Regions from separate parts of the Sus scrofa genome. Here region 1 is linked to region 2. The links are chromatin contacts, called in public targeted proximity ligation maps. All regions are on one chromosome and are shown on one strand. The core of a region is the stretch at or near the end of the contact, and the rest is flanking DNA. Distances in the headings are between cores, read along the strand shown.

The links.
Region 1: a targeted proximity ligation map of alveolar macrophages shows a contact between it and region 2, with 5 times the contacts expected there. A contact is called at or near these places in 3 of 5 promoter capture datasets (fetal liver, fetal skeletal muscle and liver), 18 of 47 Hi-C or Micro-C datasets (alveolar macrophages, blood, brain and 12 more) and 2 of 2 datasets of targeted methods (alveolar macrophages and skeletal muscle).

The regions. Positions count from the first base shown.
Region 1 is chr5:66,440,944-66,446,779 of Sscrofa11.1, reverse strand. PARP11 (poly [ADP-ribose] polymerase 11) reads right to left here and starts at 3,297. Exons shown (of 9, transcript XM_003126559.5): 1 at 3,049-3,297.
Region 2 is chr5:66,111,209-66,117,180 of Sscrofa11.1, reverse strand. It overlaps CCND2 (cyclin D2), which reads left to right and starts at 2,606. Exons shown (of 5, transcript NM_214088.1): 1 at 2,606-3,041; 2 at 4,811-5,026. The coding sequence starts at 2,847. LOC106507534 (a long non-coding RNA gene) reads right to left here and starts at 4,804. Exons shown (of 3, transcript XR_002344133.1): 1 at 4,052-4,804; 2 at 3,829-3,860.

The DNA of each region.
Region 1 (5,836 bases), core at 2,048-4,547, 330 kb before region 2:
TCTTGGGAGACTCCCTGCTTCCTCACTCACCTAACTCACTAGATTGTTCTAATCATCCATGAAAAGACGTTGTGGAAGAGTTTACCGCTATCAAGGTTCTATCACTGGCATAGAAGACTCGTTATCTTAACAGGTGTGTCTGTCATTTTTCCTTTTCTCTCCTCAGAAAGAGGTGGAAACTCCCTCCTATGTAACACCGATCTTCGTCACCTAATTCCAGTAGGAGGGCTAAGACAACAGCAGAGACAGAAGAAGGCAGGGTAGCGTCGGGGTACAGAGTCAAGGCTGTGATGGCATCCCCTCCAACTCCTTCCTACCAATCTCCCCAACTCCCTAAACTGGGGACATTAGTCCAGGGCTACCTCCCCTGGTGGGTGGAGAACCATCAGCGTTCACACTGGAACTGAGTGTCCACTGCTCTGCCAGTCTGGTCTGTCAGCGGGGACCTTGTGCTGACCTCAAGGTGCCTAGCCAGAGAAAGGCTTGGGGAGAGTCAGCACTAACCTCATGACTGTCTTGAAAAATAAAACGAAATGGTGCCCTGAGATAAAGTTTATTTATAGCTCCTTGGTTATCTTGTTCTGGGTCTTTCCCCCTAAGGAAATGCTGCAAGTGCAGCGGTGTCTTTCCACATCAAGCCATGTCACAGAAACTTTTCACATGGAAGGGGCAGGCAGCTGCTTCTGAGCATGACCAGGGCCAAAGTCAGAGGAGTATTTCCTCAAAATACTTGTGACTGGAACACAGTACCAAACAGAAGCCATATGTGCAATAGGAGGTGTACTTGCAGATTACAGGTGGCAGCTCAAGGTTATGGATGCTACCAAAAAAACACACGAAGAACTTAGGCAGAAGTCTTCCATTAATGAGGTTCGCTATGGCCTTCCTCCTCAAAGCGGAATTTATCATATCACTCAACGGAAAGCAATGGTCAACAGTCATTTCAATTGGTGGGTAATACAAGAGTCATCTGTATTTATCTTTAGGATGCATGGTGGGCTTTTTTTTTTTTTTTTTTTAATCTTCCCAACTGTGCTTGGCTTAGGGAAACATTAAAATTAATTCTCATTCCACCAGCACGGCTGAAGAGATTATCCAGATGCCTCTTCTATTAAAAGAAACTAACAAATTACAAGAGGAAGCTCACGTGCAGAATGTCGACTGTGTTTCAAAAAAACAGAAACTGTCCTTATTGACAGCATTCATACCTTCACAGGAAGAATAACAGTATCAGTAAGAAAGAAGACACAATAGCATTAAGACATAGTAGAGGAGCTTAATAAGGGCCAAAGAAGAATGTGGGATTGTAGGTGGAAGGTTCACCCCTAAAGAAAGACAGCCTGCTCCATGGAAATCAAGCAAAATCATTAGGGGGATGGCAGAGAAAACTCAGCATTCCCTCCAAAGAAATGAGATAACTGCTATAACAAACCAAATATACAAGAGACTCATTAATGCTCTTATCATCCTTACAAGCACACAAGTGATCCAACAGCCAATGCAGACATAAGGTGATGGAGGAGAGGACTGAATAACAGGAGCAAAAGCCTCTCTCTAGTACTGATGCAATCACCTCTGTTAATTCAACGGATATTGACTGAGCACCTACTACATGCCAGGCTCTGTTCCCGAGTCTGAGGACACTGTAGTAAACAAAACAGACAAAAATGCCTGCCCACGTGGAGCTTATACTCTAGTGAAGTATTTAAGATATGTGACACTGGGCAAGACATGTCCTTGGGATGATGAAAGGGCTTGTTATGGAGAAATCAGAAAGAGAAGCACTGCCAATAAAAAGTGAATACACACACAAACACATATACACACATATACATACATATAATAATACAAAATGAAATTTACTAATGAAACTGATAGTGAAACTGAATATATAATCAGAGAGCACACTGTCACAATTTGAAATTATTTTTGCCAAAATCAAGCGCCAGTAGTTCCTTTCCTCTGATGTGGCTTTATATTAGAGGATTATATGTATGAACCAAAAAAAAAAAGTCTTAGTGACCACCACTGTTACACAGTGGCCTGGGATGGAACCAGCATATGTAACCAAAAAATCCAGACCAACAGACTAGTTTCTACTGGATAAAAACTTAAAAACAGAAGAGAATTTACTGATAAATCAATTTATCTGGAAATATATTCCAGGAATGGGGGGGGGGGAAGTGCTGATTACATCAAATGAGTTACTGCAAATAAGAAAACAAGGTTATTCAAGTAAATTTAGGAAGTTTTCTCAGTACATGGGGTAGTGGCACATGTTAAAGCTAACAATTTGCTGATATGTGATTCTGCCATCTTTCCACTGAATTCAAAGGCGTAAATAGCGTCCATTTGCCCTCTTACTAGGCGATTTCACCTCTAACAGGTTAATGGAATACTCTTGGCAAAGGAATTCCACTCTTTGCAGGCTGCATATGAAATAAATGAATGTATAAAAGCAAGGTAAACAAAAACAAGCGCAGGCACAATGCAAATACCGGAGGAAGACACAAGACTTGCAGTTGAAACATTCCAGGTCATCAGTTCTGTCCAGTGGAAAAAAAAAAATCTAAGAACCTCACCATCTAGAGACTTAGAACTCACACTCGGCCCACCTCAGTTTTCAATGGCTAGCCCCCGAGGAGGGAAAAGGAGCCAGCCCTGGCGGTTCCTCTGAGGCCCACTCAGGGCCCAGAGGGGCTAGTTCCCTCGCTTTAGATTGGGTTTGGGGGGTAGCTGGTGGGAACACCTGAGGCTAAGGAAGAGAAACAGGTTCAAAGGCAAAGTTGAAAAAGACGGTGGAGTGACGAGGGCGGAGAAACCGCAGCGAGTCAAAATCAATCACTGGGACAGAGCAGCCGCACGGCGCTGGGGACCCACCGGGCCGTCTCCACTGCCCGAGCCGCCAGGGCCGGGTTCTTCTCGCCCGGAAATTCAACAGCCGGCCGGCGCGGCCGTCGGGGTAGCGGGGGCAGTTCCCGGGAACCCCTCCCGCCCTCTCCCGTCAACCCCGCCCATCGGCCCGCCCAGTCCCGCCCGGCTACTCACCGGATTCGCTTCCCACATAACGGTGGCGAAATCGAGCGGAGAGAGCCTGGGGGAAGGGGCTGGCCACGGGGCCGGGGTGCTGGGTTTTTCCTGAGGGTCCCCGGGAGCGAAGGGACGGAGGGGCAACCTCCACACAGGCCTCCGTCTCCCTCTCCCTGTCACAAGCCGGCGTCTTCGGATCCCCTAACCTCTCGACTTCCGGCCAGAGCCTGCTAACCGGGGCCGGTCCCGCCCCGCCCCCGGAAGCTCACCCCGCCCCTGCCGCTCCCTTCCGGCCTGGAGCGAAGTGGGCGGGGCTTGCGAGGGTCTGGGGTTGTGGGCGGAGCTAAAGGGCTTCAGTCCAACCACAGTCCAGGGCTGCAATCCGCCTGCCATCTCCAAGTGATTCCCAAGCATCCCAGGCTGTAATTCTTCGATATTTCTTGATCACCGTATAGTGGGTGTAGCGGTAAGAGGCAGAGAGGTCTGGGAATGAGTAGCCTGTGGGACAGGCTTCACGATCTGTTTGCTCGTGCTCTGCAGGAGACGATAATAGGGTGTTGTGAAATCATTGGAGAAAGCTAGCACAGTATTTGGCATACAGTAAAAGCTCAATGAGTGGAGATTATTTGCCAGATACTGTGCTAGGCTCTGGAATGAACAAGAGTGACCCGTATGCAGTCCTCATGGAGCTTAGAGTCTAGAGGAAAAAAAATAAGAAGTAATTTAGATAACAGGATGCAAGGGTTCCCTGGTGACATAGCAGTTAAGGGTTCAGCGTTGTCATGACTATGGCTCAGGTTCCATCCCTGGCCCGGGAACTTGCACATGCTGCTTCTGTGGCCAAAAATAACCCCCCAAACAAAACAAAAAAACAAGAATTCAAGCAAAAAGGTACAGGATGGTTTATAGGTAATATGGCAAGTACAGGGTTCTTTGAGAGCATGCTTACCTAGGTAGCACAGAGGGCTGCCTCCCCCCCCCCCCCCCCCCGGTTCCCCCATCCCAAGTTTCAAGCTAAAACGTCTTGGCTGTCCTCCTATTGAACTTATCTGAGTAAAGAGAGCTAGCTACAAGAGGGGAAGAATTTCCTAGGCAAAGAAGTACCATCTACCCATGAGAAATTAAAAAGAGCTAGTTTAAGATCCTTCTTAGCTTTTCTATACCTCCACACATTAAAAAAAAAAAATTTTATTTGATCAAAGAATACCTGCATTTTTAGAGCCTGATTTTTTCACTTACTGTGATATAGATATCCTTCATGCCAAAAAAGTATAATAAATCTATTTCAAAGTAGTGGGGAAAGGATGGATTATTCAATAAGCAACTGGTTAGTCATTTGGCAAAAAGTAAAGTGGAAAAAAAAAAGGTAAAGATCCCTATCTCGATCCATTTACCAGAATAAATTTAGTGATTGTAAATTTATACACTATTCTTGAGTGTAGTTTGGCAATATGAAACAAAATTTCAAATTTCCATTTCTAGGAACTAATGTCAAGGAGGCAAATGGGACAACTGCACAGAAAATGTCTATACAAGAATATTTATTGCTACTTTTTTGGAATGGTGAAAAAATTGAAAACTACTTAAATATCTATCACAATGGATTATTTCAAATGCATATGTGTGTAACATTCATACAAGCTATGGAATGCTATGTGCATTTATCTTGTAGCCTACCACACTGAAAAGGTCTTCTTAGTTTTAAAAGCTTGTCAGCTGACCTCTCTGAATTTCTGTTAACAATCACATTACCCACAGTAATGCATTTTTCACTCTTCCTATTGCATTGGCCAAAACTTCAGAAAATATTTGAAAAACACTGGATAAGAAAATGGGCATTTGGTACGACAAGAATTTGCTCTTAGTCGGTGCTAGGTAGTCTTCAAACACACTATCATCTTTAAAGAGATTTCTTTCTATTTCTATTTTACTATAAGCTTTTAATTGTCAAAGGATGTTAAATTCCTAAACTATCCCAAGCTCTATCACTATATTCCTTTTGTATTCTGACTCATTAATATAATGAACTATTCTCATAGATTTTCTAATGTTCAACCCATCCTTATCTTCTTGAAAGAAAGCCTGCTCGGTCCCATATTTGTTATTCTTTGAATAAACTGCTGGGTTCCATTTGTTAATCTTTTATTTAGGAATAAAATTTACAGTTAATGAAATGGTCCATTGTTACTGGGTGTTTTGGTAGCTGTCTTTAACAAGTTTTGCAAAGTGAATAGTAGCAATTTAAATAATTTAGGACTTAGCTCTTCCTTGAAGGTAAAGTGGATTTTTCCTAAGCGAGTTTAGCTGGAAAGATTAGGGGCAGTTTCCCTACCTTTTGTGGGGTTGGAGCTATACTTCCTTTCCTTGAAGCCTTGGGGTTCCCTGAGCTGGTGGACAGAGCGAGGTGGAGAGAACCCGGTAATTTGGATATGTAGTGGGTGGACGCGTTTTTAAAATGTACTGCTGTATCCCAAATGAAGAAGAAGAGAACACATTTCATAAATTGCAAATAGCTGTGCCACCTTTAGTCATCGTCTTTTTTCTTATTCTTCTGGATTTATGACCACCATTAGAGAGCAAGCGTGGGAAGGGACTTTAGATTCATTTAGTCCTGGGGTCACAAACTGAGAGTTTACCCAGCTTTAGCACACATGAATAGGTTTACAATTTTGATGAGTGGCCACCATTTTAAAAGAGGGAAAAGTCACATTAAATAATGTGGCTCTCCAAAGTCCCTTACCCCATGCCAACAACTGGTCAAATGATCCTCCTACGCCAACAACTGGTCAGACTGACCCTTGGGGCT
Region 2 (5,972 bases), core at 1,357-3,856:
TGGTAAAGCCAGACGGGGTTGGGGTTGGTGGGAGGGAAGGGGCGAGGGGGCCCCCGGCTCGCTCCGGAGACTTGAGGCCTCGCCACCCAGGCTTTTTCCCCAGGGTGGGCCGAGGCCCTGAGGACGACCACCCGCCTCTTCCCCGCCCCCGCTGCCCCTCTTTTGGGGACTTAGGGCTGGGGATGCTTTCCCCGCTGGGAGGTGGAGAAAAGACCCTGCTGGGTTAGTTATCAAGTGATGTCAAGAGGCTGGGAGCCCTCCCAGCTTCGGTCCTTGCCTGTTGGGGTAGGTTTATACTTTAAAAATACCTCTTTTGCACCTACTGCCGCCCTACCCCAGCAGCTTTCTTTGATCGCTCAAAGGTGACTGAGCTGAAGTTTAAGTAATTCCCTTAGGGGGTCTTAAAATATAAGTTAATGTATTTATCCGGAGGAACTCAAGGCCTGAGTCTGGAAGCCCACGTTGACTGAAATCAATAGGTGATTGTTAGGGACCCGCTCTGTTCGGAGGCACACCGTACTCAGCCCAAGTGTCATCCGCCGCACAGGGCTGTTTCATTTTGAGTTTGCAACTTGGGTTTTTCAGCGAGCTTTTTTTCTTCCCGAAAGCTAATGGCTTCCACAGCAATTAGACATTCTCCTCGCCCGCCCCTTCCCTCCCCTTTCTTTACATACAGTAGATTGGATACTAATTCCCGCGGCTATTGATAAGGTCGCAGGCACCCGGGCCTCTCCCCAGCCCTCGTCTGCCCCAGTCCCCGCTCTCCCTCCGCCCTCCCTTCCTTGGCTTCCTTTTGATGTAGCGGGGAACGCGTCCTACTAAAAAAAAAAAAAAAAAAAAAAAAAAAAAAAAAGTAATCTGCCCGGTAACAATCAGCGCGCAGTAGCAGGAGACCCAGAGCTATTGGCTATGCAAATAGAGGGAGGGGAGACGGCGCCCCAAACTCTTCCTCACCCTTTTAAAGCGATATCCCCCTTCCAGCCACCCACCCACCCCTTCCGCCCCACCCTCGTGGAAAGGGGCTGGCCCCCGGGCCGGAGTTAATCGCTCGCACCTCTGGTTTATGCACTCCCCGCCCTCTTTATTCCACCTCCCCCTCCTTTCAGGGAACCGAGTTCTCTGCTCACCCTGCCCGCCCCTTCCCCCCTCCCCCTCTGCGCCCCGGCTCGGGCCCCCTTTCCGAGCGAAGGAGGTACCGAGTTGACCTCGGTGTGTCCCCAAAGCACCAACCCACGCCGCGCTGGCCGCACTTGCCAGCTACGCCAGCACGCCGGGGGCGCCGGACTCCCCCTACCTCCCCTTCCTCCGAGTGAAATAGCACAGGCGGGCAGGGTAGGGGGTGGCGGGAGGAAGGAGGTGAAGAAACGCCACCCTGTCCCCCCTAAAAGTGGCTTTGACCCAAGGATGCATTGGAGCACGTGTCATAGCCGACCGCGCTGGCCGCGTCTCCACCGTAGTCCCGCTCCCAGGGAGAAAGCCCTGGCTGCGAGTGAGGCGTGAACCCAGAGGGTCGGTGAGGATGCAGGCGAAGGACCCAGGGTGGAACTCTTGGGCCTTGGAGGAAAGGAAGGGGTGGTGTCGCTTGCGCTCGGGGAGAGAGGGGGAGCCAAAATTACCCCTCTCTCGCCCCCTCCCCTCCCCCTCCCCCTCCCTGGCTAGTTCCTAGAAAGCTGTATCAGTGTGGCCACGCTCGGCGCAGACACCTCGGGCGGCTTGTCAGCAAATACAGGGCGAGGAAGCGGGTTTTTCCTGCGTGGCCTCTGGCTGCGGCAGAACCGCTGGTAGCCCTGCCCTCGGCCTGCGGCGGTTCGGGGCGCCTCCTCGCGTCTCCCAATGGCCCCTGCGGCGCCCCAAGAATGGAATGGTTTCTGCTCCAGGGTCGCAGAAGCGCCCCCTCCCTCCAGACACGCACCCCTCCCTCCTCTTCCTCTTCCTACACAGCTGCGGGCCGTGGGGTGGGGGAAGTAGTTCTGGTCCCTTTAATCAGGTTTTGGAAACAGCCTCAAAATGATCATGAACATGAATTTCAGGGACATAACCTTTTTCTCTGGGTATGCCAAGTAGCTCTTTTCTAAAATCGCCCTCCTTCTTTCTTACATCAGAGATCTATTTCTCAGTTGCCTGAGCCCACCTCATCTTCAAGTAATCCACCCGTCATTCTTGGATCTTAAATACATGGGCAAGAGTGTTAGGATCAGTTTTGAGGAAGCCAGAGTCAGAGGGTCGTATTTTGGCATGATGCACCTACAGAATGCTCGCAATTAGAAGGAATAAGAAGGAATTGGTGGGGGGGGGGTTCCCCTCTCTGGGGCCCCTGGCTTGTGAGGCTGGATAGAGAGAGAGGGCCTTGGAGAGCTAAGGGGAGGGTGGTGGGGGGAGGCGGGGGACCGCGTTTGAAGTTTGGTCGGGCCAGCTGCTGTTCTCCTTAATAACAAGAGGGAAAAGGAGGGAGGGAGAGACTGAAAGGAGGAGGGGAGAGCCGGGAGGGGAGGGAAGGGGAGGAGGAACCGGAGAGGGGGGTGAGGCGAGAGGGAGGAAAAGTAACTGCCCAGCCAGTTTGCGTCACTGCCCCGGAGAGCAGAGAGCGGAGCGAGCTGGGGAGAGCAGACAAGTTTGAAGGGGAGGGCAGGCAGAGTCAGCAGCCCTCGAGGCGCTCCTCTCCCACCGCCCATCCCTTTCCTCTCTTCTTCCCCAGCTTCTCTCTCAGCCTTTCACTCTTCCCCGAAAAACCCTTATTTAGCCAAAGGAAGGAGGTAAGGGGGAACCCTCTCCCCTACCCCCTTCAAAAACTCCCCAACTTTTCCAGTCCGGAGATCGCAGGGGAGCGAGTGGGCACCCAGCTGGCCATGGAGCTGCTGTGCTGCGAGGTGGACCCGGTCCGCAGGGCCGTGCCGGACGCCAACCTGCTCCACGACGACCGCGTGTTGCAGAACTTGCTGACCATCGAGGAGCGCTACCTTCCCCAGTGCTCCTACTTCAAGTGCGTGCAGAAGGATATCCAGCCCTACATGCGCAGGATGGTGGCCACCTGGATGCTGGAGGTAGGTCTGCAGCCAGGCGCTATGTCTGTCCCCACCTGGACTCCCACCCCCACGCAGGGACCCTGAACCTGGCAGAGGGCAGCCTCTGCGTCCGCCTCCCCGCTCCTGGGGGAGAGGTTACCCGGTGCCCTCTGAGAGACGCGTGGCTTCCTTTCAGTTCCTTGCGGGGTGCAGGATTCACGGGGGGAGGGGGAGAGAAGGGAGGAGGAAAATCTGGGAGAAGCGAGGCTGTCCCGGGGCGGGGGTGGGGGAGCATCCCGCGCGCGTGTGCCTGCATGTGGCTGCCTCCTCTTCCCCCCCCCCCACCCCGACCTGTCTTTGGCGAAGCCGAGACTGCTTTCGGTGCTTTGACGAAGGGAGTAGGAGCGGCACCCCAAAGTTAAAAAGCCTCCCCAAAGGCCAGGGCAAATTCATCCCAGCCTTAGGTCCCCGCATGTGGTCGCGACTCCGCGTTGGCACTTAAGGGGGGAGGGGGAGGGCGGAGAGAGGAGAAGAGAAACGGGGAATTCAGGAGCCCCGGAAGTCACATTGAAGCAACGTGTGTTTTCGGGGAACCCAAAAGAACCACTTCTTTCCCCTTGCCCCAAACCCTTGCCCAGCGAACTGTGTGCCCACGTCTGCACGGCTCCGGACCTGCCATGGTTTCGCCATGTTGCTTTGTAAACTCGGGGTGGAGAGGCTGGAATGCGCCGCCCGCTCCCCCTAGCCCCCCACTATCCCGACCCCCCACTTCTGATAGCGCCCTCGCCACCGACCCCCCACCCCCACCCCCGCCAAGGTTACTTACGGTTTGGCCTTCAGTTTCCTGGGTGCGGAGATCTGGGTGGGGTAGGAGGGGGGAGGAGGTGTGTTCAGGGGGGGGAATAGCGGGGGCCCCCCCCAAGGAGAGGCCGGAGCCCCCAACGCCTCTCCGGCGTCTCCTCGTCCTCATCTGTCCCCCAGCTGGTCCCCACCGTCCCCGGCCTCTGCCCTTGTGGGCCGCAGCCGGACACTCCCGCCGCCGCGCTCACCCCTGCAAGTTTCCCCTCGGGATCCAAAGCCCCAGGGGTCGCAGTCCAGACCTTCCCGGCACCCGAAATCTCCGCTGCGGGAAGCCTGGGTCCTCTCTGGGGTTTTCACGCCGAAAGGGCTTGTCTGGGATATTTTCTCGATTTTTAATTATTTTTTGAACCCGGCTCCCCTGCTCCGACTCCCGGCCGCCCAGGCTGCGCGGCGCTCGCTCCCTCCGCCCTCCCCCTCGCTTCCCCACCTCTCCCCACCCACCCCCCAAATGCGGCGCCTGGGCCGCGCGGACCCTCCCCGACAATTTTTTCAATTGTCGGGAATGATAGAGCAGGGTCTGGGGGTCCGGATGGGGCCAAGAACGAGACCCCTGGAGCCTCCAGAATATTTTTATTGATTTTTTGAAAAGATGACGAAATCCAAAAAAGAGAGCGAGTGGAGTGAGAGCGAGCGGAGTAGTGAGCGGCCCACGGGGGCGGCAGGGCCGGCGCCGCTGCGCTTTCGGCCTTGGCCGGTGGGTCCTTAACCCACCTCTCCTTTGAGTTTTCAGGCTCCCCAGGGAGCACCCCAGCAAGGAGGGCCATTTAGATTTACCCCAATTTACTGTCTTCGTTCTTATCACTTTCTACTCCCCTCCCCCTCCCCACACGCAAATTCAGGATTTTCTGTTGTTTCCAGAGATTGTGCGGCTCCCCTTTTTTACCCTTTGCCTCATACTATGCTTTCGCCCCCCGACCCCGACCCTTGCCCACTCGTCCCTGTCGTAGGTCTGTGAGGAGCAGAAGTGTGAAGAAGAGGTCTTCCCTCTGGCCATCAATTACCTGGACCGCTTCTTGGCCGGAGTCCCAACTCCGAAGACCCATCTGCAGCTTCTGGGGGCCGTGTGCATGTTCCTGGCGTCCAAGCTCAAAGAGACCATTCCGCTGACGGCTGAGAAGTTGTGCATTTACACCGACAACTCCATCAAGCCTCAGGAGCTGCTGGTAATGACTGTCTCCTTCCTCCCTGCCTTTCTGCTCTCCCTTCTCCCCCCACCCCCAGCCTAATGCGCTTCCAGCCACTGTTACCAGGACACATCCTTTGCCCACCGCCCCCAGTTACCCACCCCTGGAATTTTCCCGCTGCTGGGAACCCTCTCCTTTAGTATGGGACTTCTTGTGTCCCTACTGTGTGCTGGGCTCTATGCTAAGTACCAAGGCTACACCCATGAATAAGATCCTCACTTAGGGAGAGTTGTGTTAGTGAAATTCATTTTCTGTGTGTTGTGTTGTGTGTGTGTGTGTGTGTGTGTGTGTGTGTGTGTGTGTGTGAGGAGGCATGGAACAGAGCAATGATACTTAAATTCCAAATTTTCAATCACTGAATTCTGAAAGGGTACTCAACCCCTCACACAGGTAGGAATGTGTTGTAGTGTGTCTCCGAAAAACCTGGAGTTCCAAGGTAGGTCTTAAGCATCTTAAAGTCTCAAGATACCTGCACATAGTAGCTGTTCACTAAATACCAGCTCATTGGCTTTTGAGCAGAGTCACATTGGGCCCTTTGTCAGAGGATTCAGCAGCGCCTGTGATGCTCTGACCTCTGAACAGACGCAGGGGTGCTGTCTGGACTCTGGTTTTCTGCCAGCAAAACCTTTTTCCCACCTGAGGGGGGGACCCTTTGCCCCCTGCAGCTTCATCCTGAAGATCATGTGGAAGTATCTGGCTTTGGTAGAGGGCTCCAGAGGCCCACTTTCAGTGATCCGCACACCTATCTCCCAACTGTTGGGAAAAGATCCCGCACCTCTTACCGCCCCGGCTCCCTCTCCCCCCCTCCCCCCTCCTCCCCCCTCCCCCTCCCCCTCCTTACTGGCTGGGCCTGCTCGAAGTCCACTGGGCCTGGACTGGCTGCCTGAACTGAGCTCTTTGTGAGCGGCCTTCCTTCCTGGAGCTG